3 separate regions of the Sus scrofa genome follow, and regions 1 and 3 are each linked to region 2. The links are chromatin contacts, called in public HiChIP or PLAC-seq maps. All regions are on one chromosome and are shown on one strand. The core of a region is the stretch at or near the end of the contact, and the rest is flanking DNA. Distances in the headings are between cores, read along the strand shown.

Region 1 (2,783 bases), core at 174-2,673, 780 kb before region 2:
CTCATGTAAAGAAAAATAATGCAGGGCACACTACAGTATATACCATTAAACACCGTAGGAATTGTGTTAGCTCTGTCAATATCACTACTTAAAGACAACTTTCAACAATAAGTTTTGTAAACAATGAAGAATTTCAATGGCAAATCCAGTTCTACAAGGGTTAAATCATAACCCACTGCAGTTGCCCAGCGACAGACAGTGCAACCTGAGAGGAATTCAGGATGAAGCACTGGGTGTTTTGGATAAAGAGGCCCTTAGATAATTCGAAACACATTTCAAGAAGAATTTTAATGATCCTGAATTCTTATATCTTCCCATTCATAGAAAAATACTAAAACCATTAACCTGAGATATCTGCTCTTTGTGATTAGCAGTAATCTTTTATCAACCTGTATGCCTAACCGCATTTATCTCCTAGCCAAAAAATTCACATACAATCTGGCTTCTCTACCTCTGCAGAGCGGCTGTCTCCCAGGCTAAAATCCTCACTCATATTCTGAATAAAACTTAAAACTCACAACACTTGGGCGGCCTGGCTTTAAGTCGACACTTCTTGGTAAGCTTCTCCCCCTAAATTTCCACTCTTTCAAGCCATGTTTCGCATAAAACATTTTTCCGGACCTATGCCTATGATGCCTAGACATTTACAAATTGAGTCCTTTACCAGTACTCGCGTGAGGCAACCCCGCTGGCCTCTAAGATCTTCCAGTAGACAAGGGTGAAAACAATGAATAAAAACCACTAACGTGACGTCTAAATCTCAGCAAACTTGGGCAACTTGACAACTCTAAAGGAAACTAACAATGACTAGGAAGGGGCTTGAGAGAGGCCGCACAACCCCAAATCCAAGGCAAGGTCACGGAGAAGCCATACCAACCAGGAGGCCAGGGAACGGAGTCAAATTCTCCTAGCTTCCAAAAAACCCTTTGCGGCATGCACGAGGCCAAGTCAGCAGAACCCTCCCCGAGACAAAGCCAAGGGAGCGGGGAGGCTCCGGGCACCTCCACACCCAGGTGCAGGCCCTTAATCAAAAAGCCCCTGCCCCAGGCCCGTTGCTCAGATGCACAGAGGAGCTGAGCGCGTCCCGGCCACTCACCCCAAAGAGACTGCGTGCTGTGATACCATCTCCAACTAGCTCCGCGGCCGAGAGACCATCCAGCAGCTCCCTTCACCAGCCCCGGGCAGTTGCCAAAGCCCAGGAGGCAACGCATCACCCGCGGGTCACAGCCTAGCCTCCAGGAGGCCGCCATCTTCCCAGCCTTCTCGCGGGCTGCCCTCAGCACAGCCTGTTCGCCCAGTCATCAAGGCCCTACAAGGCCCCGCCTCCCACCCCGTTGGACACGCCCCCTGGACGCCCGCGACTCGTAAACCGCAGGAATCAAGCAGCTCTTCTAGCTCCGCCTCCAAACTCGTTGGCCTCGCCTCCCGGTCATGAGGCTGCGCGGTTGGGCCTCCGGTCAGCGAGGCCCTCCCGGACCCGCCTTTCGTCTTGTCCGCCCCGCCTCCGGACTGCCCTCCACACCGCCTGATTGCATTTCTGGCCTCGCCGTGTTAGCCCCAACTGAGGGCCGGGAGCAAAGCCTTGCGAAGACCGGAGGGCGCGGGTACCTCTGCTCCCGGCCATGTCTGGCTGTCACGCTCCAGAGGGAGACTGTAGCTCGCGGCAATGCCTCGCGCAGGTAGGGGCGGGGCCGCCGGCGCCTTCTATTCCCTGGAAGCGAGGCGCCTGCGGGGCTCGGCGGCGGAAGCTAGGCGCGGGCGGGGTGGGGTTTCGGGCCGGACCCAACGGGACCCTCGCGCACCGCGGTTTCCGCTGCGGGTGCTGACCTAAGTCCCCGGCTCCCGCTGAGGTCTTTGCTCCACCGGCTGGGGTTCTCTGGAGACAGGAGCTGGGCACCAAACCTTGAATAAGGAAAAATAACGGAGGAGAGCGGTATTAAGTGTGTATTTCAAAGTAACTTCTCATGAAGACCGGGGAAACGTGAAGCCGCGGGTGAAACGGAGCTCAGACTATGAGCTCTTCTGCGCCCTGGCGACCAGCCTGACATTTGGCGCGTAGTAGGTACTTGGGAAACGTCCCCGAGCCGGATCTGTTCAGTAGCTGGCACTTTCTCTGCGCAAGTTGCTCTTTGCCTGCTTCTGTTTAGATTGGTTGTGGGATGATCTAGGAAGGATTTTTCCTTAAGCAGAAGTCACAGGAAGATTCCACCCTCGGGCTGCACATAACTTTTCATTCACTTCTGCATGCCAACAATTTATGGAACACCCATGTGCTCAGGGTGGTAATTAAGACAATGGCCTGGGTTCTGGAGGAGAGCTAGACCAGTAAACCATTACAAGTGAGAAGCGCTGCTGAAGAGACTGGGAATTCCCCCTCAAATCACGACCTGATTCTTTATTCCTCCTGTTATTCTTCCTTGGGGCAGAAGGTCCCAATTAAAAAGTAAAAGGTGGCAGATTTTATTAGGAAAAACTTATCAGCCAGTATTTCTGTGAATAAATGACTTTCCAGAGATGAGCAAAGTCACTTGTTTTCTTCCTCTCACTTATTACAATTTACGTATTTATTCCTCTTTTCACTGCCAACTAAAAATTGTCACCCACCCGCTGCCTCCACAAGGTTTAGGTCATTAGCCGCTGCAGTCAGCCGCTGACCTTCAGCACACTCTTGAAAGAAGGCCAGGGAGATCAGGAATGAGGCACTCTGTGTTCTGTGAAAAACTGGCAGACTAGGCCTTCTGATAGTTAGATATTTTCAGGAGATTTTATGACCCCAATTTCTT
Region 2 (2,700 bases), core at 42-2,541:
CACACACACGGCGATCGGACAGGCCCCCACCCCTACACATCGCACTCCCAAAGGCCAACAGCCTGGCCCCCGGCAAGAGCAGAGTAATAAGGAGCCCGGGGGCCAGCGCCACGTCCGGGTCAGGTGACAAGCACCTCCCCGCGGAGCCCGTTTTCTGGGCACGAAGCTCCACTTCCAGCGGGGAGACGGGGCGTGGGGGGTGGGGACCGGGAGGAAGGGAAGCGCCCGAGACGCGGAGCGTGAAGGCTACAGCAGTCAGGGTCAGCATCCAACCCTCCCTTCCCCGCCAACTCCGGGCACCTTTTTCTTCTCCAGGTTCCGAAGTTTCTTGTCGATCACCCCGAGAATCTGCTTCATGGCCTCGGTCTGGACAGCGCCGGTGCCGGTCGCGGGGTGCTGAGAAGCCGGCGCGGCGGCCCCGGCTCCCGCCGCCGCCTCACTCCCGGAGGAACCCGACGGGGGTGGCGGTCCGGACGACTTGCTGCCGCTTCCGCTGTGGCTGGTGGCCGAGGGCATCTTGAGACCGTGAGGGGAGAGAAGAAAAAGCGGGAGGAAGGACAAGAGCGGCGAGTCAGGCGGCGGACGGGGCGAGACGCGGGACAAAACGCGCAGCGGGCGGGAGCCTGCGAGAGCGGTGGGGGTGGGGACGGGGCCGGCGCGCGCGCGCCGCCGGGGCAGGAAGGGGCCGCGGGCGCGCGCGCGACCCGCCAGCGGGGCGCCCGGCCGGGCCTCGCGCCGCCCCCCGCCCCTCCCCCGCGCCGGCCGCCGGCTCGGCCTACCTGCCCCGGGGCACCGAGGCTCGCGCCGGGGGCGGGGCCTCGCAGCGCCGGCCGCCAACGGCCAGTGCAACGGTCCCCGCAGGGAAGGGACAGCCCTCGCCGCCCTGCGAGGACGGGAGGGAAGAGAGCGATCGGGGCTGAGAGGCGGAGAAGGGTGGAGAAGGGCACTGGAAATGACCAGGGCGGGTGGGGTGACTTGAGGAGCAAGCCCCTCGCGAAAGTCCAGCTAGTCCGGAGGTAAAGGACACTCGGGGCAGCGGCCCTCTTCCCCTTCAGCGCCTCAGTCCGGGGTGGCGCTCACCGTGCGCGCGCGGAGGCCGCTGGAGATCCCGAGGGGGCGGCTGAAGGGGCAAGGGTGGCGGTGCGTTCTGGGCAGTGTCGTGCGCTCCGTGGGCGCAGGCCGCTTCGCCCTTTCCCCGCTGCACCGAGAGCCGCTGCTAGTGAGGCGGAGAGCTGGGAGCGGGAGGGACTTAGGCAGCCAACCCTCTGGGGCGGAGGGGGCGGGAGAAGCGGCGGGCGGGGGCCTTCGCTGCCGCTCGGGCTGCCCGGCGCGAACGCCTGCGGGGAAGGGCCTGCCCAGCCTCCCGCCACCCCTGCCCAAGACCCTAGCCTGGGGGCTGGCCACTCAGCCCAGGTCGGAACAGCCTCTGAGAGGCTGCCGGAGCAGTGCCTTGAGTTTTGAGCGAAATCAAAGCTAGGGTCCTTCAGGCGAAGTCGCTTGACGTCCAAACAGGGACAATAGGTGTCAAGCAGCTGGATCTGGAGCTGGCGACTGCCGGGCGAGGAGCCCTTATTTGGTGGGGGTTGGGGGGGGGAGCAAAGGTTTCTGCAAGTAAGGGGTGTGTGGGGTGGGTGGTGCAATCCCAGCTTCTAGAATTCCTTCTGTACGGCGAGCAAGCAAACTCCCACACCCCCAAAATGTCTAAGGACAAGTTGCGGCTTCCCCTACAAAACAATCTCTCAGTAACCCAGGAGTTCTGTGTAAACGCGTTAGAAAGGAGCAAGATGGATGTTTGGGTTTGGGTGGTTTTGTTTGTTTTTGTCTTAAAACTCTGGACTCGTCATGTTTAAAATTATCTTCAGCTACCTTAAGATGACAGGTACCTAAGAGGCCTGAGTATTACGAATCAGATTTTTTTTTCCTTTTAAATTTACCTAAAACTTAAGATGTTAAATGAAACACAGTTTTTTTTTTTTTATCTGCTCCAAGAGAATTATTCCAGCATTGTAATAAGGCTATGGAGAATGAACAAAAAGCAGCTGAGGGCTAGAAGAAAGTGTATTAAAAAAATATAATCAGTGGAAAATTCAGCCACATGATGTATGACAACAGTAAATGACCAATTTATAATTTAAATTCCATAATAGAAGGGATTTAGAAAAGGAGCCTACCAAACCCGCCGCTCCCTAGAGAATGAAATGAGTAATACTGGCTGGCAACAGTGTATCCTGAGGGAGCCCAGAGAAACACAGCAGCAGCCTCCAGACTCAAGATATTCCAGTTAGCTGCAGTCTGTTATCTCGTCTTCAAATACAGAGCACCTTACTATGTGCTAGGAACTCTTGAGTGCTAGGGATTGTGAACAAAACAGTTTCTTCATGGAGCTTACATTCTAAGTGGGGAGAAGATAAATGCATATCAGATAGTGAAGTGGTAGAGAAGAAACAAGGTGGGCTGGAGAAGCCTTAGAATGACCCTTGAGCCAAGACCGAAGAAGTTGAAGAAGAGGGCCATTCACTTGGAAGAATTTTCCAGGTAGCAGGAAAACCAAGTGCCAGGAACTCAGATTGGGAATGTGCTTGGTGGGTTCAAGGAAGAGCAAGAAAGCCACAGTGACTAGAGTAGAGTAGGAGATGAGGTCGAAGACAAAGAGGGCCAGTCAGGTAAAGCCTGATAGGCCATTATTAGGACTTGGGCTTT
Region 3 (2,700 bases), core at 161-2,660, 890 kb after region 2:
CGCACCCAAGGCACATGGAGGTTCCCAGGCTAGAGGCTGAATCAGAGCTACATTTGCCGGCCTATGCCACAGGCACAGCAACTCAGGATCTGAGCCATGTCTGTGACATACCACAGCTCACAGCAACGCCGGATCTCCCATCCTCTAAGTGAGGTCAGGGATCAAACCCGCGTCCTTATGGATACTAGTGGAGATCATTACCAATAAGCCACGGACAGGAATTCCCTACAATCGCTTTTTAATTATTGTTAATCTCTTAGTGTTCAGAATTTATAAATTGCACTTTATCATGGGTATGTATGTACAGGAAAAAACAGTATATATAAGGTTTGATACTATTCCGTTTCAGGCATCCACTAGGAGTCTTGGAACATAGGACAAGGGAACTACAGAGCATGCGGTCAAGGATGGAATTGTCATGTTTATCTAGTCTTCTATTGTTGGATGGTGTAAAAAACATCTCCACTATACATCTTCTGCTCATGTGTCTGATTACTTGGAAGGATAAGAATTTAGGCTGTGAAAAGGGCAGAGGTGGAAATAGGAGCAGAGGCATGGGACACTGAAAAGAGTAAAGAGTGTAAGGGAAAGGTTTGTTTACTTTGGGCCATAGGCCACTGTAGACAGAGGGTGGAAGAAGTCTTGTGATGATCCTTGATTGGAAAAGAGTTTTGAGACTTAGTTGCACTTGTTTTTGACTATGTCAGGTACTGTGCCAAGTACTTTTCCATGTATAACTTATTTAAACTGCAGGTACTATTGTTATTTCTATTTATAGGCAAAGAATCTGAGGCACAGAGATGTTAAACTGCCCAAGGTTACCCACTAGAGAGAGATAAGCCAGGATTCAAAAGAATGCAGTCTGGCTCCAGAACTATGATGGGATGCGGAGCTTAAAACCCATGCCTTACGGACATAACAAGCCTTAGACACAACAGTAACCAGTGACGGTATAAATATTAATGCTCTCGATCAGTCACTCTCATACCCCCAAAGTGTGAAAAGCATTAGCTGAGACCATAGAAAACTTCATGGATTCCTATTTCCAAAACATAGGAGCCATTTAACACTTAGCTTTGCTCCCTAAAATGGCCAGTTTGCTTGAATTGAATTGATTGGCAATCTTCAAGAGAGGAGAGTCCAGCTCCTCAGCATGATAATTAAATTCCAAAAGGCGCGCGAACTTCCCGGAGAAACAGTTTCCCGCCTCCTAGCCGGTTGCAGCCAGCTCAGCAACAGCCTCTCCAACCCCGGGCCTTGACGTCAGTACACGCATTGGGCCCGCCCCTGGCATCTTCCTGCTTCTGCGCGATTGAGTAACCAGGGAGTTTCGCTCTTAACTCCGCCCACTGCCCCGGAAGTTAATGCGGGAAGCCACACCTCCTTCTTCGGCCGGCAGGGACGCAGCCATTTTAATTCATATCTGAGTGGGCGGTGGCGATTCGTGTTGGCGGTCTGGCTCCGCAGGGCAGGGGGCAACTTTTCTGGCTTGGGGGAGGTTTTTTGTTTAATTTTTCTTTTCTAGCTTGGCATCGCGGGCCAGTTCGCACGTTCTAATCGACTGAGGCCATGTCAGGAGACGGAGCCACGGAGCAGGTGAGGAAGGAGAGTGGTGGGGCCTCGTGGCGACCTTTTCTCTCCACGTCTGTGTTCGTCCGAGTACTCCAGCCATGTTCGCTTGAGGAAGGAATTAGGGGTTTAATGAACCCGCAGGACCGGGTACCGAAGAACGGTGGGAATGGGGAAAGAGCTGAGATTTAAAACTCTTTTGGCTTCTCTGTCTTGGGCGTTAATATGAACAAATATTTGATTCACACAATAGCCGGGCAGCTGCTTCGTCCCGTTTTGGTCCTGGGACTACCCCAGTGAGATTTCTTCTTTTAATACCATTTGGTGTTAAGGGATTAGGGATTGATTATTTTAACGTGTTCTTGCTGTTCTCGAAAAACTTGACAGTGTCTCCTTCACCGCCTTTGTGGTATATCCAGAAGTAAATCGCTATTTTGAGAAATAATTTGAGTTGAAACTCTAGGGAAATAAGATTCTTGGCAGAGCGAATGAAGAAGGAAGTAGTTTAGGAGTAGAGAGCATGGCTGTGTTGAGATTTGGGAATTTTGTGGCTTTCTCCTGCTCCCTTTTCTCTGTTCTATCAACATTTCATTTTGGATTTTCAAACCGCAAAAGTAGTTGTAGAATTTGATAAATCGGAAACGAGAAGTCTGTTTTGGCCATCTGTTTTAGTACTGTGACTTTTAAGTATTTTAAGATTCAGGTTTTTAGTTAAATGATTTTTCTTCTTTTGCTCTTTAGTTTTGTAGGAGAGAATTGCCTTTTTATTTTGAAAGAGGAGACATACTTTATGGAAGATGTCAGTTTATTTTCGATTTAAGTCTGGTATGTTTAGGTAAATAGTTTTAAAATGGAGGGAGGCTAGCTAGCATGCAGAGTCTCAATTTCCTGAAATTTCGCATTGCCATAGCAACAAAATACACTTAAGTTTTCGGTTTTCAAGAGGCCAGCTTATGATGTGGGGGCTGTTTTTGGAGGTTGACAAGATAGCGACAGAATTGGAGCATTTCTATTCAACATTCTGGATAACTAAATTTTATTATATTGGGAAAGTATGGCTAAACTGAATTTTTGTGTTTGCTCGTTGACTAATTTCAGTCCTGAAAATTTCACAGTGTTTACATTTTACAT

What was found. HiChIP or PLAC-seq counts read pairs in DNA pulled down with a chosen protein or histone mark.
Region 1: an H3K27ac HiChIP or PLAC-seq map of alveolar macrophages shows a contact between it and region 2. The contact joins the promoter of APIP here to the promoter of CAPRIN1 in region 2. A contact is called at or near these places in 1 of 47 Hi-C or Micro-C datasets (embryonic fibroblasts) and 1 of 2 datasets of contacts at active chromatin or transcription factors (alveolar macrophages).
Region 3: an H3K27ac HiChIP or PLAC-seq map of skeletal muscle shows a contact between it and region 2, with 4 times the contacts expected there. The contact joins the promoter of CSTF3 here to the promoter of CAPRIN1 in region 2. A contact is called at or near these places in 1 of 47 Hi-C or Micro-C datasets (embryonic fibroblasts) and 2 of 2 datasets of contacts at active chromatin or transcription factors (alveolar macrophages and skeletal muscle).

Annotation. Positions count from the first base shown.
Region 1 is chr2:26,093,597-26,096,379 of Sscrofa11.1, forward strand. It overlaps APIP (methylthioribulose-1-phosphate dehydratase), which reads left to right and starts at 1,424. Exons shown (of 8, transcript XM_003122870.3): 1 at 1,424-1,679. The coding sequence starts at 1,623. PDHX (pyruvate dehydrogenase protein X component, mitochondrial) reads right to left here and starts at 1,299. Exons shown (of 13, transcript XM_003122869.4): 1 at 1,097-1,299. The coding sequence starts at 1,250.
Region 2 is chr2:26,874,134-26,876,833 of Sscrofa11.1, forward strand. CAPRIN1 (caprin-1) reads right to left here and starts at 1,292. Exons shown (of 19, transcript XM_005661021.3): 1 at 1,081-1,292; 2 at 301-516. The coding sequence starts at 516.
Region 3 is chr2:27,768,047-27,770,746 of Sscrofa11.1, forward strand. It overlaps CSTF3 (cleavage stimulation factor, 3' pre-RNA, subunit 3, 77kDa), which reads left to right and starts at 1,411. Exons shown (of 22, transcript NM_001267844.1): 1 at 1,411-1,596. The coding sequence starts at 1,570.